Regions from separate parts of the Pan troglodytes genome. Here region 2 is linked to region 1. Evidence: chromatin contacts called from public Hi-C data. All regions are on one chromosome and are shown on one strand. The core of a region is the stretch at or near the end of the contact, and the rest is flanking DNA. Distances in the headings are between cores, read along the strand shown. Region 1 has its middle 35 kb from the start of LARP1. Region 2 holds the start of CNOT8 (CCR4-NOT transcription complex subunit 8).

The links. Hi-C and Micro-C count contacts between places; a contact is called where the count stands out from the background.
Region 2: a contact with region 1 is called in a Hi-C map of induced pluripotent stem cells, with 2.9 times the contacts expected there. The contact joins the promoter of CNOT8 here to the enhancer-like site in region 1. A contact is called at or near these places in 1 of 7 Hi-C or Micro-C datasets (induced pluripotent stem cells) and 1 of 1 datasets of contacts at active chromatin or transcription factors (stem cell-derived excitatory neurons).

What each region holds. Positions count from the first base shown.
Region 1 is chr4:152,340,369-152,346,088 of NHGRI_mPanTro3-v2.0_pri, reverse strand. No RefSeq gene overlaps it. Among named protein-coding and RNA genes, the nearest start is that of LARP1, 35 kb to the left of the region's middle. Within about 2 kb of position 3,383, at least 5 of the 24 cell types and tissues checked have an H3K27ac peak or open chromatin away from gene starts, as enhancers often do. A contact at or near this core is called in induced pluripotent stem cells, where this site is marked.
Region 2 is chr4:152,551,157-152,556,876 of NHGRI_mPanTro3-v2.0_pri, reverse strand. It overlaps CNOT8 (CCR4-NOT transcription complex subunit 8), which reads right to left and starts at 3,050. Exons shown (of 8, transcript NM_001246536.1): 1 at 2,954-3,050; 2 at 2,711-2,840. FAXDC2 (fatty acid hydroxylase domain containing 2) reads left to right here and starts at 3,354. Exons shown (of 11, transcript XR_010157389.1): 1 at 3,354-3,436.

The sequences.
Region 1 (5,720 bases), core at 2,134-4,633:
TTTCTAGCTGGGTGGCCCTTAGGAAGTCATACCTCTCAGCCCCAGTCTCCGCCTTTGTAAATTGATAATAGCAAATCTCACATATGGTTGTGACGAGAATATAACTAGTTCTTGTAAATCACTTGGCACATAAATACTTAGTAAAAGAACGCAGGAGGCCTGGCGTGGTGGCTCACGCCTGTAATCCCAGCACTTTGGGAGGCCGAGGCAGGCGGATCACCTGAGGTCGGAGGTTTGAGTTCAAGACCAACCTGGCCAACATGGAGAAACACTGTCTCCACTAAAACTACAAAAAAAAAAAAAAAAAAAAAAAATTAGCCAGGCGTGGTGGCGCATGCCTGTAATCCCAGCTTTTCGGGAGGCTGAGGCAGGAGAATCGCTTGAACCCTGCGGGGCGTTAAGTTGTGGTGAGACGAGATGGCGCCATTGCACTCCAGCCTGGGCAACAAGAGTGAAATTTCGTCTCAAAAATAAAAAGTAAAAATAAAAAAGAATGCAGGAATACAATTTCATCTAAATAAGCAAATTAATTTTCAGGAATACATTTTCAGCTAAGCGCAAAGGCTGGCTCGTCTGCCTGTCTTTGCTGCCACCTAGTGGTAACAGGTAGGAAAGCGCATATTGGAAGGCTTGCTTTTTTTTCTTTCTTTATTTATGACACAATTTATTCAAGGCCTACAATGTATCCGGCACACACCACGCCTGCACCTTCTCAGTTTTCTTATCTGAAGAATGGGGGTAATAAATGAACTGACTCCATAAGTTTGTGAGGATAAAATGCAATAATGCATGTAAAGAATTTAACATTGGCTGTAACACAAAAGAATGCTCTAGAAATGGTAATTATTGGTGTTTACACATACATAATTTAATTTAGGAAATCAGTATTATACCCATTTTTCTGTGTGAGAAATTTGAGGCTCAGAGAAATCAAAGTAACTTGCCTAAGGCTACTGAGCTAACTAGAGGAGGGTCTGAGATTACAATCTAGGTCTGGGCAACATAGCCAGAGAAAAAGAAAAAAGAAAAAAATACAAAAAAGAAAAAAATAGCCGTGTGTGGTGGTGCACATCTGTAGTCCCAGCTACTTGGGAGGCTGAGGCGGGAGGACCGCTCGAGCCCAGGAGGTTGAGGCTGCTGTAAGCCAAGATTTTGTCACTGCACTTCAACCTAGGCGCAGAGCAAGATCTCATCTCAAAACAAACAAACAAAAAGGAATCTAGGTCTGTCCTGGGGCTGCCTCATCACCCTTAAGATACCATCTCACATGACCTCCTGAAAAGGAGTTGGTTTTTGGATTCCACAGACCAAAAGCATTTAAAAATACCTAGATGTATTGGTTATCTATTGCTGCATAATGAATTACCCCAAAACCCAGTGGGCACAGATTCACTGGCTCCTCCACTGCAGGTATCTCACAGGTGCTATTCAGGGTGTTGGCCACACAGGGTGGGGTCAGGGCACACTTGTTACATGTGAGTGCCTCCTGAAATTTTACATGCTGCGCCTTAAGGTTCCTTAAGTAGCCTTAAGGTTCAACTGGGGAACCACCTGCTTCCAGCTTACCTGGCTGTTGGCAGGACTCAGTTCCTCCAGGGCTGTTGGATTGAGGCCCTCAGTACCCCTAGCTGTTGGTCAGAGGTCACCAGCTCCTTCCTACATCATTGGCTGACCTTTTTTTTTTTTTTTTTCGAGACGGAGTTTTGCTCTGTCGCCCAGGCTGGAGTGCAATGGCTCGATCTCAGCTCACTGCAACCTCTGCCACCTGGGTTCAAGCGATTCTCCTGCCTCAGCCTCCCGAATAGCTGGGATTACAGGTGCCAGGCACCATGCCCGGGTAATTTTTGTATTTTCAGTAGAGATGGGGTTTCACTATGTTGGCCAGGCTGGTCTCGAAACCCTGACCTCATGATCCGCCCGCTTCGGCCTCCCAAAGTGCTGAGATTACAGGCGTGAGCCACCGCGCCCGGCCTGGCTGCTTTTTCAGTGTGGCGGTTTGTTTCATCAAAGTGTGCAAGCCAAGAAGAGCAAAAGTCAGCTGGCAAGATGGAAGTCACAGTCATTGCTAATCTAATCACAGAAGTCATTATTGTGACATTCTGTTTCTTAGAAGCAAGTCACCAGCCCCAGCCACTCTGGAGGGGAGGGGATCATACAAAGGCTTGAATATCAGGAGGAGGGGACTGCGGAAGGCCATTCTAGAGCCTTCCTGTCACACTGGAGTTGCCTGTCAACTTTTAATTTTGCTAAATAACATTTATTTACTTATCTATTTTTTTTTTTTTTGAAACAGAGTCAAACTCCGTAACCCAGCCTTGAGTGCAGTGGTGCGATCTCATCTCGGCTCACTGCAACCTCTGTCTCCCGGGTTCAAGCAATTCTCCTGCCTTGGGTTCCCGAGTAGCTGGGGCTACAGGTGAGCACCGGCCCGCCCGCCTAATTTTTGTATTTTTAATAGAGACGGGATTTCACTATGTTGGCCAGGCTGGTCTCCTGGCCGCAGGTGATCCGCCCACCTCCCAAAGTGCTAGGATTACCTGGGGCGTGAGCCACTGCGCCAGGCTGATCCACTGCACCCGGTAACCCAAGAACATTTAGAAAATCAACTCCCGGCCAGGCACAGTGGCCCAGGGCTGTAATCCCAGCACTTTGGGAGGCCGAGGCTGGGGGATTGCTTGAGCCCAGGAGTTCGAGACCAGTCTGGGCAATATAGAGAAACCTCGTCTCAATTCAAAATAAATAAATAAGAAAAAAGAAAACTCCCAGCCCTGGTTACCGTCATTTCATAAAAGAAATGGACATTTTAACAACTAGATACAAACAGGAAATTTCAGAATAAAGGCTAGTCCCTTGTGGTTGAGTAAATGCAGCTCTATTAGAAGCTTCCACATTGCTCTGAGATTTCTCACCGTGCAGCATTCTGGTGCCTAGACTAGCCCTGGGAACCTCCAGGGGCCTGCACACCCGCCAGGGGAAAGAGAGAGGAGGACATGGGTAGGGCCTGCCTGAGACCACACAGTGCCCAGCACTTCAAAAAAAAACGGCTGGCTGAATGAATAGTAAACGTACAACCTCATGTGGAAGTGTCTCACTTATCTTCAGCTTCTAGAGGAGGAAACCGGGCCCCGTAAGGCTAAATGGCGGGTCTCAAAGTTTTAGGGATGGAAAGGGGATTAATATTTGCAGGGTGCTTTGCCAGCCACCACAGCCCCAGTGCCATTTTAGCACCCTGCAAACAAAGTCCTGAGAGGGCAAGCAAGCTGCTGACGGGGACTCGAGCGGCTGTGGGAAAAGGGACCTGCGGTGGTTCAGGAAAGCAGCCTTAAGTGACCGAGCCTGGACGCGCCAGGCACAGTGTGGGAAGAGTGCCATTCAATCCTCCGCGTAACCCTGGCGGGGCCGGGCTAAGAAGCGCTTACCCAAGCGCAGGAGACAGGAGCTGAGCACAGCGTCGGGAGCTTGCGAGATCACCTGGCTGGGATGAGGTCATCTAAGGTTTAAGAGCGCGGTCGTCTGAGTCTAAAGTCCAGCTCTTTATCTCTGCCGCCGGGGATCCTGGGGCGTAGTGTAAAGGAGGCGGGTGGCTAGGGTCACGTGGCTGATCACCCCAAGAGAAGTCAACCCCAGGCGGGCGGTTACGACGCTCATGCTCCTTAGTGGTCTTCATTTCCGTAATGAGGGGCCGGAGGTGACGGTGCAGCAGGCGGGAGCCAGGGTAAACTTCACCCAGGTGGCCCCAATGCGAAGGCAGCGAGGCCCTACAGAAAATGGCCAAGGCCGCCTCAGACGCAAAGCTGCTCTCCCTTTCTCTTTGCTGCCCCATTCTCCCAGTTCCTCCTCAGCCCGGGCCTCCGGGAGCCTTCTGCTGGAAGAGATGTGCTTTCTTTTTTTAGTTTCTTGAGTTTTTTTAGAGACGAGGTCTCGCTCTTCTGCCGCCCAGGTTGGAGTGCAGTGGGGCGAACACGGCTCACTGCAGCCTCCAGCTCCTGGGCTCCAGCAATCCTCCCGCCTGGGACCAAAGGAGCGCGCCACGGGGCGGGGGCCGCTGTGCGCTTTCTTACTTTGCCCTTTTCATCGCATATTCGGTTGTTCACCCGCGACTTCCTTTCCCGAGGAGCGACGGCGGCGGGGGCTTCTCTCTGCAACCACCACCGGCCCAGAGGAGAGCCCTTGACCAAGGACATCACGAGTACGAAATGACCAAATTTGTTCAGTATTGACTGTAGCTAGGAGTATCCTACTCTTAAATAACCCACATGCAAAATCCTAAGGCGGAAGCTACCTTCATCCCTGTTTACAAAACAAACAAACAAAAAACAAAAAAACCCAGGAACCAAAAGATTGAGCAAGGTGTCCAAACCACACAGTTGGTATTTGGTGTCACGTTGGAAGGAGGAAAGGCCACAATTAAAAATTGTTATTCCGGCCGGGTGTGGTGGCTCACACCTGTAATCCCAGCACTTTGGGAGGCTGAGGCAGGTAGATCATCTAAGATCGGGAGTTCGAGACCAGCCTGACCAACATGGTGAAACCCCGTTTCTACTAAAAATACAAAAATTAGCTGGGTGTGGTGGCGCATGCCTGTAATCCCAGCTACTTGGGAGGCTGAGGCAGGAGAATCGCTACAACCCAGGAGGCGGAGGTTCTGGTGAACCGAGATCGTGCCATTGCACTCCAGCCTGGGAAACAAGAGCGAAACTCCATCTCAAAAAAAAAAACAAACCCAAAATTTGTTATTCCTGCATTCAAGGCATTGTGCTAACACTTTTCTTTTTTTTTTGCAACGAAGTTTCGCTCTTGTTGCCCAGTCTGGAGTGCAGTGGCGCGATCTCTGCTCACTGCAACCTCTGCCTCCCAGGTTCAAGTGATTCTCCTGCCTCAGCCTCCTGAGTAGCTGGGATTACAGGTGCCGGCCACCATGCCCGGCTAATTTTTGTGTATTTAGTAGAGACGGGGTTTCACCATGTTGACCAGGCTGGTCTTGAACTTCTGACCTCAGTTGATCCACCTGCCTCGGCCTCCCAAAGTGCTGGGATTACAGGCGTGAGCCACCATGCCCGGTTTGTGCTAACACTTTTCTAGGCATTATCTCACTTAATTACCAGCAGAGGGTGAGTGCTTTAACTCTTTAGAGGAAGCTTAGAGAGGTTGACAGGCCTGCCCAGGCTTATTAGCTGGAGTGTGGATGGACCCACAGCTGACCCTCCTCAGCAGAGCACTCCAGTACCTGCAAAACTGTGGGCAGATGTCTGCGATTCTGAGATCGATTGGGAGTTGGGGTCCGGCTTTTCTTTTCTTTCTTTTTTTTTTGAGTTGTAGTTTCACTCTTGTTGCCCAGGCTGGAGTGCAGTGACAGTGATCTCAGCTCACTGCAGCCTCCACCTCCCCAGCTCAAGTGATTCTCCTGCCTCAACCTCCTGAGTAGCTGGGACTACAGGTGACCACCACCATGCCTGGCTAATTTTTTGTATTTTTAGTAGAGACGGGGTTTCACCATGTTGTCCAGGCTGGTCTCGAACTCCCAACCTCAGGTGATCCGCCCGCCTTGGCCTCCCAAAGTTCTAGGATTACAGGCATGAGCCACTGCGGCCTGCCTGGGGTTTGGCTTTTCAAATCTCAGTAGGTAGGTTGGTTTTTGTTTTTTTTTTCCCTTTGGTGTGCTGTGGGTTGAGGATGTGGGCACTCGACTCAGTCAGCCTGATTTGGGATCCTGGCAGTGC
Region 2 (5,720 bases), core at 1,801-4,300, 210 kb before region 1:
CATTTCTCTAAGAAACTTCTGAGAAATCAAACTGTTGGTTTGCCAGCAAACCTTGAAGATTCCATTTATTCAAGGTATCCTATACTTCCACAGATTTTTCTCTGTAATTACAGTAATTAAACTTAAGTAGACTATGTGGTATCTCCCCCAAAAAACATAGTAGAAACTTCTTAAAGCCAGAATAAATTTCTTCTGTTGTTTTTGTTCTATTACAGGCTTGCAAAAGAACAATAAAGATCAGGAAAAGAGAGAAGTTCAGAATGAATGTGGAGTAAATTACACTATCTGACCATAATTCAGAAAATGTTTCGACTCAGAATTTTAGATTCCTAAACTTGCTTAAGATTTCTCCCCTGCAAAAGGCCTTAAAACCATTTTCTATACCCATATAATGTTAAATCGGTGGTACTTCCTTATTTCCCTAACTGAAATAATACCCTTCATTTTTGGTGTCATTTCAAACATAACCATAACTACTTTGGAGGAAGTGGGTGTATCACTCCTGAGTTTTTGTGAGATGTTTCCGTAAAAGCAAAAGCAACAACAACAACAAAAAACCCCACACAACCAAAAGATGCCTTTAACTTCCATTTAAAAGAGAATTGGTTTTTAAAAAGCTAACCACTGTTATACATATCTGGCATATATATGGGGACTGCCAAAGCCAGACAGTTGGCAAAAATATGTAAGCCATTTTTGCTCCAAAGTTAGCTAGGATCTGTGGGGAAGTAAACAATAGCTTGGAAGCCCCTGAATGTAGTGCCACTCAAAAATTAAAGAGGAATCGCACTATGCACATTTAATTTAGCAAGTCAAATTACTGCATATGCTGACCAAAAAATAAAATAAAATAGCAACTTAAATACCAGCAGGATAAGGGCAGTGGCTCACACCTGTAATCCCAGCACTTTTGAGAGGCTGAGGCTGCAGAATCACTTGAGCCCGGAGTTCGAGACCAGCCTGGGCAACAAAGTGAGACCCCCCGTCTCTACAAAAAGTACAAAAACTTAGCCAGGCATGGTAGTGTGTGCCTGCAGTCCCAGCTACTCAGGAGACTGAGCTGGGAGGATCACTTGAGCCCCAGGAAGTCAAGGCTGCAGCAGTGAGCTGTGATTACGCCACTGCATTCCAGCCTCAGCGACTGAGCAAGAGCACGTCTCAAAAAAATCATCATCATCATCATCATACCAGCAATTCTGCCTGCCACTTTCCACTTTGTAAGCACATGCTCCAAAATGAGCCTAAGATAGGGGTTTGTCTTCCTCCTTTTAAGCCTCCTCAGGGCAAGCATCTCACAGCGCATCACAACTCTATGGCTTTCAAATATGCTTATTTGCACAACACAGCCCCTAAAGGTAATCTAATTACTTATCTGGGTTACAACCAAAGCAACAGTAACAAGTTTCAAAACTGAAGGAAAAACCGTCCAGGATGTAGTCAGAAACAGGATGCTAATCTCAAGCGTTGCACCTTCCTAGGAATTTTTAAGGATTAATTTTTATTACATACAATGTTTGCCTCACGGGCTGACTTAAAAACTTGACTCCCACATGAGCTACACAGAAAACTGTGCAAGAAGGAAAGGTTTTCACAAACACACTCACACCTATGAATTACTGAAGTCCCTGCTCTGTGTTGACCTGCAGTGCAGTACGTTCAGATCGCTCCCGTTCATCTACGGTGTAAACTTCTCCAAAACATAGCTCCTTATTTACACAGGAAAGCTCTGAAGGGCAACTAATGATAAAGCCACAGGAAAGTTTTCTCTGCAAGCAATCAAGGCCTTGCTCGGGAAAAGAAACGTTGAGTCTGATTTTGTTCGTTTAAGCCCAAGTGTACAAGGAAACAATAGACATCACTTCCTTATTCTAGAGGACTGAACAAAGGCTTTGCCGTGCATAGATATGATAGAAAAGGAAGTGGCACGTTTGAAGAAATAAATAGCAGCAGCGTTTAAGAGGATCCTCTGACCCTCCCTTACCTCCAAACAGTGTCTCAAGGCACTGCCCTGGATTGAACCGCAGTTCAAACTTCTTAAAACCACCCGAATGGCCCAGGCCCAGTTGGCTCCTCCATTCGTAAAGCCATAGAACACCAAGAAAAAGTTATGGGGCCGCAAGAACTAAGGAAGAGGCGGCGATTTAGAAGGGGGAGGCCCGCAAGATTCCAAATTCAGGTCCTCCTCCCCACTACTCCGTCTCCCATCATCATTCTCTTCTCGTTTATCATCATCCTTCCACTTCAAATCACACTCAGTCCTCCTCCTTCTGACACGCCATTCTTCTTCTGTTTTTGTTTGTTTGGTAAAGCAAAGTTAAAATTACGGGCCTTAGGACTAAGATAACTAAGTTCAAAGCCAGGCCAGGCCACGTAGTAGTCGTGTGTCCTTGCATAAGCCACTTAATCTATTTCGTGCCTCGGTTTTCCTATCTTGTAAAATGGGTTTGATAACAGTACGCACCTCGGAGGATTGGAGTAGAAGTTAAAATGAAGCATATGAGATGCTTTGTAAAGTCCCCGCACATATTACTCGAATATTATCGTGTGACGGTGGCCATTATTATTACTACTCTTTGCTGGGGTTCCTCTCCTCCTCACACACCCTGCCCCTTACACACGCCCCCACTCCCCTTCCCCCTACAGACCCCCAATGGTCTCTCACACTCTTTCATCTTACGCTCCTCTTTCCGGTAAGCGCAGGCCCGCTTACCGGGACCGACAGGGCCCGCGAAGCGCTGGCTGGCTGGCTGACGAGCTGGCGGGCTGGCGGGCTGACTCCCCGACGGCGGCGACGGCAGCCCCTGGCCCGGAGCTCTTTTCCCTCTACCCCGGATCTGCTCCTAGAACCGAACGAGCCAGTGAGGTGAGCGCCCCCGTGCCCAGAGCGGTCTTACGTGCCTCCCACCAAACAACCGGACGGCACCACTCTACCCACCCGATCCGCCCGACTCGCCTGCTCTCTAGTCACTCCAGACGCGCGCGCGCGCCTGGTCCCGCCCGCTCCTCCCCCTTTGCGCGCCCCTGCGACTCCGTGCGTGTTCGCTCTGCCTGTGAGGTCGCGGGAAGCAGCGCGCAGGCGCAGAAGTAACAGGGCACCGCCGAATAGGTGGGGAGTGGAGGCCTGGAAGCACGCTTGCGGAAGACGGCCCGCCTGCGGCCCTCTTCGCGTGATTAGTTGCGCTCGCTCAATTTAATCATGATTCTTACTCCTCCATTTTGGTCCTCTTTCCGAGCGAACAAGGAAGGGGCGTGGTCTAGAACTAGCGCCCCCCCACCCCCCCGCCGTGGGCGCGGCCTGGAAAAATCCAAAGGCCGAGGAAAGGGCGTGGCCCTTCGAACAAACCCCTCGAATTACCACGCCCCCTCCTCCTGGCTTTGAAGGACCGTTAAAATCGTTGGCACGAAGGGATTTGTGAAGAGGCTGACGGAGAAAGAGGTTGTCGCGACTTTCTGTTCTAACATGGCCCCGTAGATGTCTCACTTAACAAAGCATCTATCTTACGGTTCCTTTCTGGCAAACAATTGTTGGGGGTGGGGCGGCTCCCCAAAGCCGAATGTGGGTGACGTCCGCCAAGGCCCGCCTACCTCCCGGCCTCACCGAGCAGAGCGAGGAACATTGCCATAGCAACTGGCCCGCCAGGGTCTGCTCGAGTTACAAAGAGGACGGCGCCTCCCGTGGGCACGGCGCCTGGCCAGCGCAGGCGTCGCCGGGCTCTTCAGAGCTCCAAAATCTTTGCGGACGCGCAGGGAGCTCGCCAGATTTTAGTGTCGAGACCCACGGGCTCAGGCCTCGCCCAGGAGCTTCTGAGGCCCCTCTGCCAGCCCCTTGGTTCCCTCTTAATCCTGCTTGAAGAGAGGGCTCTTGACCGACGCCGGCCCTGGGCAGCGTGTGGCCAGCTGGGGCGCGCCTCCGCCTCGTGTTCTCCGCGGTGGGAGAGCAGACAAAGCGCCGGCTTCCTGCACACAGTGTCGGCGGCGGGCCGCCCTCAACCACTCCCGCCAGCGCTCCACCCCTGTTCCCGAGAGGACGTGGGGGCTGCCCCAAGCACGGTTCTAGTTCTTGTCCCAGATGCTTGTACTTGAGAGGCTGTTGATAAGAAAACGGCAAATGTACCCCTAGTGACGAGGAGAGGGGCTTCTACTATTCACTTTGCACTTTTAAACATTTCCCCCTAAGGGGATTCTCCAAAATCCTCCAATTCCTAGGCTGGATGCCGAGCTGGCCTTGAGCGGCAATTTCAAACGGGATTCCCAAAAGCTATTCTCCAGGGAGGTGAACTAGCTCCAGCCTCCAGGATAAGAGCATCAAATGCACTTTCTGAACTCCAGTCCTCCTCTTCTCCCCCCCCAAATGAGTGTCTAGCTCCTTATCTGCAAAATTAGGTTACGAATGGCTGTCCTGAGCTCGTGAAGATTAAATAGTTAATAATTGGAAAAACACCCCGCACCGAGGAAGATATAAAAGAGCGTTCAATAAATGGCATGTCTCACTTTGCTCTCCCTAAAACAGTCGATTTGGGGCCGGGATTGGTGGCTCACTGAGCCTGTAATCCCAGCACTTGGGGAGGCCAAGGCAGGCGGATCACCTGAGGTCAGGAGTTCAACACCAGCCTGGCCAACATGGCAAAACCCTGTCTCTACTAAATAATACAAAAATTAGCTGGGCGTGGTGGAGGGCACCTGTAATCCCAGCTACTCCGGAGGCTGAGGCAGGGAGAATTGCTTGAATCCAGGAGGCGGAGGTTACAGTGAGCCTAGATCGTGCCACTGCACTCCAGCCTGGGCGACACAGCAAGACTCCCTCTCAAAAAATAAAAAAATAAATAAACAGTGATTCCGTTGAGGGATACACTGATAAAGAAGGCAGGCAAGTGCCCCATCCACCAGTCAGTTCTATGGGTTTTTTTTTTTTTTTTTTTTTTTTTTTGAGACAGAGTCTTGCTCTGTCGCCCAGGCTGGAGTGCAGTGGCGCAATCTTGGCTCACTGCAAGCTCCGCCTCCCGGGTTCATGCCATTCTCCTGCCTCAGCCTCCCGAGTAGCTGGGACTACAGGTGCCCGCCACCATGCCCGGCTAATTTTTTTCTCTTTTTTTAGTAGAGACGGGGTTTCACCGTGTTAGCCAGGATAGTCTCGATCTCCTGACCTCGTGGTCCGCCTGCCTCGGCCTCCTAAAGTGCTGGGATTACAGGCGTGAACCACCGCGCCCGGCCAGTTCTGTGGGTTTCTAACGTGCTTTCTTCCACTTGTAATTTAGAGTCAGAAGAGGCTAGCGCTGACAGGCAGGCAGTAGTCACATGAAAAGCGGCCTCCCCAATCCTTTCTTGGAATTTTGTTTTTTCCTGTGGCACTGGGCCTGGTGTGCGCTAAAACAAACAGGAAACACCATGTCCAGCCCCACTACCACCCCTCACCCAGAACTGGGTGTTCGTTTCTCAAATTATTGAAAATAGATATAAAGCAAACAGATGGATTTTATTTTAGGAGAAGTTAGAGTGTTACTCTTTTTTTTTTGAGACAGAGTCTCGCTCTGTCGCCCAGGCTGGAGTGCAGTGGCGCAATCTTGGCTCACTGCAAGCTCCGGCTCCCGAGTTCACGCCTTTCTCCTGCCTCAGCCTCCCTAGTACCTGGGACTACAGGCGCCCGCCATCACGCCCGGCTAATTTTTTGTATTTTCTTTTAGTAGAGAAAGGGTTTCAATGTGTTGGCCAGGATGTTCTCG